2 separate regions of the Pan troglodytes genome follow, and region 2 is linked to region 1. A link is a contact called in public HiChIP or PLAC-seq data. All regions are on one chromosome and are shown on one strand. The core of a region is the stretch at or near the end of the contact, and the rest is flanking DNA. Distances in the headings are between cores, read along the strand shown.

Region 1 (5,712 bases), core at 1,912-4,411:
GACATCACCACTGCACTCCAGCCTGGGCAACAGAGCAAGACTCTATCTTAAAAAAAAATAAAAATAAAAATAAAGATCTGAATGTCATTAGAATACGCACAGTAGTAGGTGAGTAAACAAATACCTACTGAGCACTAGGTACTGAGGATATATATTAAAAACACAATTCTTGCCCTTATGCAGAAGATATTGTAGTAACTATAGCCACGGGAACTAAATCATTTAAAGTGCATTAGAAATCCTGCTATTTTGAAGAATACTATTAAGGATACTTATTGTAAAAAGGAAAATTTCCTTTTTTGGCGGGGGGATGGAAGGTTCTGGGGATTTCATATAGATTTTGTTGAAAGAGAGGGCTGTACAAAAAATATCTAGATTTTAATATTTCACAAGGCGAATATGGAAATTCCACAAAATTCTGTTAATAAATCTCTTTAAACAAAGAACCTCCAATCTTTAAAAATTTTGTAAATCAACTGCTTAAAAATACAATTTAAGCAGTCACCTAAAACTCTGTAAATTACTAAACTTTGTTACCCTAGTTATGTAAGATCTGTTTTCAAAACACCATACTCACTGAAAATCCTATTTGTTATGCTATGTCATTACTGACATAGCTAGATAATTCCTTCATAACTCCAACTTAACCTAATTATGCTTTTTAATTACAGATATTAAGAAAGAATATTTCTCTACAGCAATTTCGTAAGAACTTCCCGAAGCTTAGAGGGAATAGATTAATATTTAACAGATGTAAAATGCATTAACATTGTTTCTGAATTTGTACTTTGTGGAATACTTATCCTGAAAAGTTATCAGTTTCACATCTATTATACGTATTTCAGTTTAAAATATTAAATGTTAGTAAATTATGTTGGAAAGATGCCAATAACGAAAAAAAAACTGTTTGGCATAAACTTTGGGGAACAAATTCTGGATATAATCACAACTAACCATCCAAGATTACAGAAATCTGTATCTTTATTTAAATTTTCAGAATGAAACACTACACAACCAATTTGTGTAATCTACTTTGAGTCTCAAGATCTACCAGTCTAAAGTCCTCCTAACAACTAATTAAAATCCTCTCCACCATAATTTGAGCCAACAACTCCCAGATAAAATTACCAGACCATTACATTTGCCACCACACTACATTCTGCTCTTCAGTAACTTCCAAAAGTGATGGTAACACCATAGATACACACTCAAGTATTCACTGTCCCACTTTTCTAAGTTGGTTAACTCAAGTCCTTGAAAGTGAACTGATCAATAAATCTAAACTAGCTAAGAGAAGACCTCATTTTAATCAATTTGATTTTTTTTAATCACAAAGATATAGCCATTCAAATCCCCGGCCACAGCAATTTCCAAAATGCCACCATCTCAGAAAGTCTGTTAATTTATCATACAAATCTCCTTGTCCTTTTTAACAACAAAATGCATTGAAAGAAAAAACCCAGCACTAAAGATCTGTGACCTGATTTCACAAATTCTGGTCTATGCACTTTCATCATACCAACACATCATGCCAAGAAAACCCGTAAGTTTAGCTATTAAACAACAGTCTTAACAGTAAGCATTTGTTGAGAACTTAGTATTGGCCTGCCACTGCTTTCAGTCCACCTATTGTCATCTCATCAATTCTCAACACGGCTTGAGGTAGATACTGTCGTTACACCCATTTTGCAGATAAGGAAAGCGAAGCACAGAGAAGTATCTGCCCAAGGTCACAAACCGGTGGAGCAGGATTTGACCCAAAGCAGACAGTCGGACTTCACAGCCCGTGCTCTCAACATCCAACTGCTGAAGAGTTTAACAATTTACCCTTGACAGCCGCTATAAGCAAAGGTAAATGCTCAACTGCTAGGAAGGGACAGGACAGTCAGAACACCGTCCCATATCCAGTATCCATGTCTCTGTTTGTTCATGGCCTCTATGACTTTGGCAAAAGAGGTACACACAATCTGATTTTCCGAACACCCAAGCTGGACTTTTCTGAATGTCCGAGCAAACAAATTATGTATCTTTCCAGGAACGGGCAGACAGCGAAAACGAACCTACGCATCGGAGTGGCCCAAGTTATTCACTTTAAGTTATAAATTTGGGAGAGTTAAGAAAGGACCCCAAACTACCCGGCAAATGAACCCTAGGAAATGCCAGGTTTATAATAAGCTAGAGCTTCCCCGGCACGCCGTTCACGCGCTCTCCTCTCTAACGACATAAACAAGGGAGGAGGCTGCATTCTTCCCACTGCACAATGAAGCCTCCGGCCGAAGCGGCAGGAAGAGCGCAGCCCCGTCCCGGACGGCTCCAGCCGGGGGTCGGGGGCAGAGAGCGGAGGCCGAGGCCCGCCGAGCGGCGCGGTGCGGCCCGGGCCTCCGGGCGCCGCGGGGAGGAGGGGGAGGGAGGGCAGGGCCCCGGCAGCTGCCCGCACTCAGCTGACCTCCGCCATGTTGGCCGCACACCCCGGGACCCTCCACAACAAAGGCCGGCACGAGGGCGCGGGGCGCGCCGGGCGCCACCCCCGGCCGGGCCCGCCTCCCGGGCGCGCGGGGGCCGGGCCGCCGCCGAGGCCCTTCCCCCGCCCTCGGCCCGGCCGCGCGGGGCCGACCCCCGCCGCCACCCCGCCGGGCTCGGGGCTCCAGGGGCGGGGGCGAGCCGGCTTGCGAAGGCTGAGGGCAGGGGAGGGGCGGGGGGCGGCGCTCGACCGGGCGGCCCGACTCCGGCCGAGACAAAGGCGCCGCCGCGCCGACTACTGCCCGCGCCCCGGCCGGGCCGCCCTTCCCGCCCTCCGCCATTACCGGGCCTGGGCGCCCGCCTGTCGGAGAGCCCCTCGCCGCCGGCTCCTCCCTCAGGCCGGGCCCCACTTACCTGTGGGCGGAGAGCGCGCCTCGGACCCCGGTCCTGGCACCAACGCGCTCCGTCGCCAACCCCCGCCACCGCGGGCAGCGCCACCGCCTCTTCCCGGCGCCGAGACCGACGGGACACCCTAGGCCGCCGCCGCCTCTCGAGAGCGCGCCCCGCAACGGCCGCCCCGGCTCCCCCCTGACCGCCGCCGCCGCCGTTTCGCGCGTCCTCGAGCCCGCCGCGCGCCCCCGCTAAATACCACACACTGCGGCGGCGGCCATGAGGAGGCGCGTCCCCGCGCGCTGGGAGCCTGGGGGGGGCGGGGCTTTCGCGGGCGCGCAGGCGCACAGGCGTTGGCGCGGCCGGCGGCGGCCTCCGCGGGCGTAGCTGTGCGGGTCTCCAAAGGCGGCAGTAGGTGCGGGGGCTACTCGGCTACCGTTGCTGCGCCCGTGCACCGCGCATTAAACAGATCCTGGCACGTGGCGCTCTGGCCCGCGAGAAGCCAGCGCTTGCCCGTCGGCTCAGGGCGGCTCCTCCCGCGGCGCTTTGTTCCGGGGCCGCGTGACCCCCCCGGCTCCGGCCGGAGGGGTCGCCCAGCGGCATGCGAGCCCCAGGCTGGCCGCCGCCGCGGCCTTGTGCCCTCCCCCTTGTTTTGTCTGCTGATTTAGCCCAGCGCCTCCAAGGATCCTTCCCAACTCCACTCAGTCCCAAAGAAAAAGCGGCTGCCCTGCCCGCCGACCGGGACCTCACCCCTAAAGAGAGTCCCAGCCTCTCCCGAGGTTGAGCCGCTCCTCAGCAACAGCGGGACGAGCTTCAAAAGCTTGTTTCAGCTGAAAAGTGGGTAATGGGGAAGCACGCCTTTTCCTGTGTCCATGCTCATCTGGAAAGTCCCTAATTAGGAACTCTGCATTCCACTTCTTGAAATAATAAAAGGAAAACATCACTTGCAATTCTTTGATGGGTGCTATGAGCAGAAGCAAGCATCTGAGACATTTACAAGCCCTAACTGGAATTCCATGTAAGATCTATTAAAATGGTATTCCGGCCGGACGCGGTGGCTCACGCCTGTAATCCCAGCACTTAGGGAGGCCGAGGCCGATGGATTACTTGAGGTCAGGAGTTCGAGAGTAGCCTGGCCAACATGGTGAAACCCTGTCTCTACTAAAAATACAAAAATTAGCCGGGCGTGGTGGTGCACGCCTGTAGTCCCAGCTACTCGGAGGCTGAGGCAGGAGAATCGCTTGAACCCGGGAGGCAGAGGTTGCAGTGAGGCAGAGATCAGGCCATTGCACTCCAGCCTGGACAACAGAGCGAGACTCTGTCTCAAAAAAATAAAAATAAAAATAGAAAAATCCCATACCGGGCACGTATGTACAAATTCCCAGTGTATGATAAAGTTTATATGTGCAAAACACTAGTTTACAGTATTCCTAATTACATGATTTAAACTGCAATTTTACTTTCACATTTTTGGGGAGAAGTTATAGCTCCTCAGTACACGGGAAGGTCAATAGAGTTCGGTTCACTTCAGTTTAGAGGTAAATTTTCCATTTTTACAGACTATGTGCTGGGCATAGCCATGTGGCCTTGACCTGGTCGTGAAGGGCAGAGGAGTTCTGTCCTGGGCGAGGAGCAGCTCTGGGGTGAGATGTGTTTCTCGCCCCCAGAACCCATGGGCCGCTCTGCAAGCAGTGAAATGGATACGGACTAAGAGAGAACTTGCCAACGTGGCGATTAAAGTTCTAAACACCCGGCTTTGCCAAAGTCAGATTTTGTTCTCCTTATCCCGCATCCCTTCCTCTACCCAACAGCATTTGTCCATCTGAAAATAACAGTCTGTCTCTGGCCCACTGCTGACAGTCGAGGACTTACCTTATAAACTAGTGGATTCTCTTAAACTGCAGGGGTGCCCAGGACACAGTGTCCCCTGAGGATGCCGCACACCAGTCTTGAAGTGCTGGATCGTTGACGTCAGGCACCCAGAAGCAACTTCTGCCTCTGGAATTCTCAAACGTGCTTTTCTTGGCTTAGTTTGTGCCTGCTCTCCTCTAGAAGAGTCCAAATTACTTCTTACTTCCCCCACTTCCCTTTTATACAAAACAAATTTAATCAGGTTAATTCCATCTCTGAGAATTCCTACCTAGATTTGGGCGGGGCTCAATCTGATTTGGTTAATTCTGGGTGGTAGCTATGGGTGGGACATAAACATCACCATTATAAATTTAATTTACTCCCTCTCTCAAAAAAATGTACCTTCCATTTGAAAGAAAATAGCTCCACTGTGGGGGTAACTAAGCACCTTTTCTGAACAGGGAGTTGACTCTGCTTCCTTGACAGTTTATCCATAGAAAAGCATTTTGTAAACTGTAAAGCCTATCCAAATAATCTTCCAATTGATGGGATTTCAGTAACGGTGACAAATATTTTCAGGCCACATCTGGATAGGGAGCCTTCCTGGTCCCCTCAAATCACATCAAATGGTAATTCCATCTACTGCAATGGAACATAACGCTCTGGTCCTGCATCTGGCCCGTAGTTAAGGTACCAGTGATGTAAATTACTTTCCTCTTATGAATAAAACAGGCACCGGCCAGGCACGGTGGCTCACACCTGTAATCCCAGCACTTTGGGAGGCCAAGGCAAGAGGATCGCTTGAGGCCCAGAAGTTCCAGACCAACCTAAGAACATAGCAAGACCCCGTCCCTATAAAAAGTTTAAAAATTAGCCCGGCAGGGTGGTGTGCGCCTGTAATCTCATCTAATCAGGAGGCCAAAATGAGAGGATTGCTTGAACCTGGGAATTTGAGGCCATAGTGAGCCATGATTGTGCCCCTGCACTCCCATCTGGGTGACAGAGGGACAC
Region 2 (5,712 bases), core at 1,287-3,786, 230 kb after region 1:
CACGTAAGAGATTTTCAGAAGAAAAAGCAGGACTTAATCATGTCAAGCTTTTAAGCCCTGAGAAGTGCAGAAGATTGGATAGCTGGGGAGAATGGACGAAGGGGAATGCGCCTTAGACCAGCTGTCTGCAATCCAACTGACTAAAAAAGTTAAGCCCAGGAAAGCAAACTTGGTTCTGTATCTACAATGCTGGCTTTCTGATTTGTTTTGTTTTGTTTTGTTTTTTTGAGACGGAGTCTCGCGCTGTCGCCCAGGCTGGAGTGCAGTGGCGCGATCTCAGCTCACTGCAACCTGCCTTCCGGGTTCAAGCGATTATCCTGCCTCAGCCTCCCGAGTAGCTGGGCCTACAGGCGCGTACCACCACGCCGGGCTAATTTTTTGTATTTTTAGTAGAGATGCCACTGCACTCCAGTGTGGGTGACAGAGTGAGACCCTGTCTCAAACAGAAAAAAATAGGTAAATAAACATACATCCTTTCTGACATTCTCCGAGCGTTTTATTACTATTAATGGTTTTTTTCCGATTCTCAAGAACACGGTTTTCACCGTGTTACACAGGACGGTCTCAATCCCCTGATCTCGTGATCCTTCCACCTCGGCCTCCCAAAGTGCTAGGATTACAGGCGTGAGCCACCGCGCCCGGCCTACAATGTTTTAAGTTAAGCTCTGAAGAACTACACAGCTGAGTGCCCTGTCTCCTTTAAGGATGTGAAATGCAAACACTCACGATTTTTTGTTAAATCTAAGAACATCAGGAGATACGACTACTCAGATTCAAGGACACTGACATTACTTGACAAAGCAGGATGCAAAAAGAGGGCCCTTCCTGCCCACCCCGCACACAGGGCTCATCATATGACAGGCAAGTATCAAGAACGAAGGCTCTGGAAACAAACTCCCTAGGTCTGAATCCTGCTGCCCTACTTAGGAGATGGAAAAACCTAGAGAAACTTGGTTACCTAGGAGGAGCAACATACTGTGTTGCTTTTTGGTTTGGAAAGGGGGGGAAGTAGATAGAGGTGCTGAAGAGGTCTGAAATGCTGATTTAGGCAGAAGGTGAGTCACCACTTTGAGTTTCAGTTTCCCCAGCTGTTAATTAAAAAAAAAAAAAAAAAAAAAGGCGGGGTGGTGGTGGGGAGGATAAAATCTACCTTATTAGAAGCCATAAGGGCTGCACATTCCTTCCGAAGCAACCTGTGATGTTCTTAAGCGTTATGTAAATGTTAGTTGTAGGTAATATCAATAAAAAGAATAACGCTATTTTTTGTTAACATATTAAATATCCGGCCGGGCGCGGTGGCTCCCGCGTGTAGTCCCAGCACTTTGGGTGACCGAGATGGGAGGATGACTTGGGTCCAAGGGTTCGAGACCTGCCCGGGCAACATAGTGAAATCCCCTACCAAAAAAAAAAAAAAAAAAAAAATGAGCCGGGCGTGGTGGCGCGCTCCTATGGTCCTAGCTACTCGGGAGGCTGAGGTGGGAGGATCACTTGAGCCCGGGAAGTCGAGGCTGCAGTGAACTGAGACCGCGCCACACTGCACTCCACTGTGGGTGACAGAGTGAGACCCTGTCTCAAATAGAAAAAAATAGGTAAACATACATCCTTTCTTTCTGACATTCTCCGAGCGTTTTATTACTATTAATAGTTTTTTTCCGATTCTCAAGAGGAACTGAGATCCCAAAAAGGCTCAGAACTGCAGTAGTGGAGGCCCGGGACTGGGGGATAAAGGCTTAGGTGGTGGACGAGGCTGCGGGCCCAGCAACAGGCCTTGCGTACCATCCTGGGGGCCGGGGAACCGACAACAACAGGCGACATGCGCAGCGCACCCGATCCGTGCCACACGCTGTGCCCGCGCTTCATACACACCCCCCACTTTCATCCTCGCGACAGCCCTCTGAGGTAGGTACTTTCGTCAGCGCCACTTTACAAATGGGGAAACTGAGGCTCCGGGGATCAAGCCGCTATCCAAGGTCACGTGGCTCGCGAGCCGAAAAGGCACGTTCGCTGGCTCCCGAGACTGCGTTCCCAACCCAGGCGCATCGCAGCGGACGGCGGGGGCGGGGAGGAGCGGAAGCCCGGAGACCCGGACCGATCGAGGCCGCAGGCGCGCGGGGGCGGCGGCCGGACTCACCTTGGCGCTGTGCACCGCCTCCTGCGCCCCGCAGAGCTGCAGCCAGATGCGCGCGGGCAGCGGCTCCTCAGCCCCTAGCGCGCCGAGCACGGCTAGGCTCACGCCAAACAGGCCCTCGATACGGCCGCGGCTCTGCTCCAGCAGCTCCGCCTTCTCAGCTGGCGCAGTGAACTCGTCCAGCACCGCCCGGGCCGCCATGGCGGGCGCGGCCTCCCGCGGCGGCGCCGGGGGCCGGCGGCGGCGACGCCCCCTCAGCTTGCTGCAGCTGCTCCCAAGCCAGTCAGGCGGCGTCGGCCCTTCCCGGCCGCCTCGCCCCCGCCCGCGCCCCGCCGCCCGCCCTCAGGCCCGGCTATACCATCCCGCCACGACCGCAGCAGCTTGGCAATTGCTGGCAGCGAACCCCTCCGCCCCTTTGCCGCCGCCGCGGGCCGGGCCCTGCCGCCGCGCATGCGCCCCGGCCGCAGCCGTCATTGAGGTTCGCCGCCCCCTAGGGGAAGGGAGTAGGATGAAGGCGACGGAAGTTGACGTCACCCTCAGTCGCCATGTTGCTTGAGAATAAAGGGATGGTTTTGGAGGCCTGGGCGGACTTCTTTGATGAGGGGAAACCGCTTTCGCGGGATCTGGCGGATGTAGATATATGGGTTTATAGTTGGGGAAACTTAATTGCCAGGAGGCGAGACTGAGAGTGTCACAGGGATTGGACTTGACCTCAGACGTCTTGACGCTCAAACCAGAATTCTAGCAGTTGAGTTATTCAGTTTCACATTAATCCACAGGCAGACGGGACCTTTCTTTCTCTGTTTCTTCCCTTCCTCCCTACCCTTTTACCTTCTTAGCTGCCCTTCTCACTTTTTTCTCTTTCCCTCTTTATTTCTTTCAGTAAAAATGGTAGCAAGAAGAGAAGAAAATGGGCATACTTACGGAGAATTGAAAATCAAAAAAATGATTAAGATAAATTCAAGAAGGCCGGGCGCGGTGGCTCACGCCTGTAATCCCAGCAGTCTGTGGGGGCAGAGGCGGGTGGATCACCCGAGGTCCGGAGTTCGAGACCAGCCTGACCAAAATGGAGAAACCCCGTCTCTGCTAAAGAAAAAAAAAATTAGCGAGGCGTGGTGGCACATGCCTGTAATCCCAGCTACTAGGGAGGCTGAGGCAGGAGAATCGCTTGAACCCTGGAGGCAGAGGTTGCGTGCGGTGAGCCGAGATTGCGCCATTGCACTCCAGCCTGGGCAAGAAGAGCGAAACTCCGTCTCAAAAAAAAAAAAAAGATAAATTCAGGAGAGTGATTTCTTCTGTAAGGGAGGAAAGGGGATATGTTATGGGAGAAGCCCGAAAAGTGGGAGTTTGGGGGCTCACTCATGATCTTCCCTGGGACTGGAGCAAATAAACCCTAACCCCTCTCCAGGTCTGTTTTCTGATCTGTAAAATAAAAGGTTACACTCAGTTATCTCTAAGGCCTTTTCCAGGCCTTTATATTCTCTGAGTCCATGAAAACAGATTGTGGAAGATAAAGTGTTGGATTCCTTTCCTTCAGCTAAATATTGTGGCTATAGTAGATAGGGGCTCTGGGAGTATTACCTCTCTCTGTTTTAATTCTTCATCTATAAAATGTAGATAATAATAGTACTTCCTATTGTGAATATTAATACAGCACCCAACACTGTAAGTGCTCACTGAACATTATTATTGCTAACTTAAGCAATATATTTAAGGCCCAATTTTCAGGGAAAATCTTTGTGTGGATTATGCAACCACAGTGAACTTGTGGGCCCAGGAGTCTGTGCCATCTGTGTACGTCCCTGCTAGAGGAAAAAGAGGAGGAGCTAAAGATGCTGTAGTTGGAAATACCAAGGGGGAATGGTCTCTGTAGGAGGATTTACCCAAGGTAAAACCTATGAGAGATCCAGGCTTCTGGGGGTTTCCATATGTCTCAGAAACTCAGGTGTGGTCTCCCAGTGCCCCACCAAGAAGTGATTCAGCACAGGGAAGAGAACCACTAGGCTCACAGATCAACAGATTCCTCCTCCCCTGGGCTTTTCCCTTGATGTCCACACAACCAGCAGCCTTGCTCCATCAGGTAGATGACGTGGGATTGGCTGAGGCAGGTCAGGTGGCGAGTGTGGCATTGCTGATGTATTGCTTGCAGAACCGCAGTCTATCAGTAAGACATGTCAACACAGCATGTTATTTCCTGCCTTATTGCACTCACCTTAAACGGAATTGCTATTGTTCAGTGATTGGACAGGGCTTTCCCCAGGGCTGGTTCCTGTTTGCTCCCAGTGACTTCCCTGCTTGCGATTCTTAATTGCTTAATTGTAAGAGGTGAAGAGGGAGGCTGCCTTGAAAAACACACCACAGTGCCTTCCTCTCCCCACTTCCCTCCAAAAAAATCCCACCCAAAACCAACAGAAGCAGTGCATACACACACCCTTAAAAAATGCTGGGCCAAGAAGCTGTGCTAATAAGTCATTGGGTTGGTGTATAATTGAAGATACATAGTTTTGGGGGGTTTTTCCTCCAGTTTTAATTTAAGACTTGCCAGGCTGGGTGTGGTGGCTCACACCCGTAATCCCAGCACTTTGGGAGGCCAAGGAGGGCGGATCACTTGAGCCCAGGAGTTGGAGACCAGCCTGGCCAACGTAGTGAAACCCCATCTCTATTCAAAATATAAAAAATTAGCCGGGTGTGGTGGCACATGCCTGTAATCCTAGCTACTCGGGAGGCTGAGGCAGGAGAATTGCTTGGACCCCGGAGGCGGAGGTTGCAGTGAGCCAAGATCGAGCCACTGCACTCCAGCCTGGGTGACAAGAGCAAGACTCCATCTCAGAAAAAAAAAAAAAAAAAAAAAAAGACTTGCCAGTTCATATTTGATCAGCATTTCCCTTTAGGGAACTCTCAAGGTTTCCTGAGTGTAAGGAACAAGGAGAAAGAGAGAGAGAGAAAAAAAATCCCCTTTCAAGAACTCCCTTCCTTCATGCTGTTTCTCACTCAACCACAACTTCCCTCGGTTAACCAGCCTTGCCTATCTGGCTGGCCTGACCAGCCAGGACAGTTGATGCCAGAGATGAAACCTTATGAATTCTGTATTCTAGATACTTTAGCTGTGTTTTTCCTTAATCTCATAACAACCTCATGAGCCCATAAAATGGTATTGAGAGAATCACTTATTTTTGCTTCTCATATTTTCAAGGACAGGAGGAGATTCCTATTCCATTCCCCAGCGGGGCCAAGTGTGGAGGAACATGTCTATCTAGCTTTCATTCTCCTTTTCCCCAGAGCAGGAGGAGGATTTCTCTGACTGATAACTTTCTGAGAAGGTGCGGTGCTGGGTTGGACCACCCTGTACCCTGGTAATGGGCTGTCTGCAGTTGCTGTGTTAGTGACTGGGGATAAAGTATTTTCACTTCAACCACATCCTCCAGTCTAGCTCTTGTCAGCAATGATGATGACATTTTGATCTCTACCTGGCTAACATCTGCTTTTCTTCCTTAGTTCTGAATTCAGAAGGGGCAGAAAGAGTGTTTATTGGTCTCCTAAAACTCCAACAGTGGTTGCTATTGTTTTTCTTCCTGTTTCAAAGA

Evidence for each region. HiChIP or PLAC-seq counts read pairs in DNA pulled down with a chosen protein or histone mark.
Region 2: an H3K4me3 HiChIP or PLAC-seq map of stem cell-derived excitatory neurons shows a contact between it and region 1, with 6 times the contacts expected there. The contact joins the promoter of N4BP1 here to the promoter of SIAH1 in region 1. A contact is called at or near these places in 1 of 1 datasets of contacts at active chromatin or transcription factors (stem cell-derived excitatory neurons) and 1 of 1 other capture datasets (stem cell-derived neural stem cells).

What each region holds. Positions count from the first base shown.
Region 1 is chr18:46,370,851-46,376,562 of NHGRI_mPanTro3-v2.0_pri, forward strand. SIAH1 (siah E3 ubiquitin protein ligase 1) reads right to left here and starts at 3,162. Exons shown (of 2, transcript NM_001246359.1): 1 at 2,875-3,162.
Region 2 is chr18:46,601,818-46,607,529 of NHGRI_mPanTro3-v2.0_pri, forward strand. N4BP1 (NEDD4 binding protein 1) reads right to left here and starts at 2,537. Exons shown (of 7, transcript XM_520627.8): 1 at 2,132-2,537. The coding sequence starts at 2,329.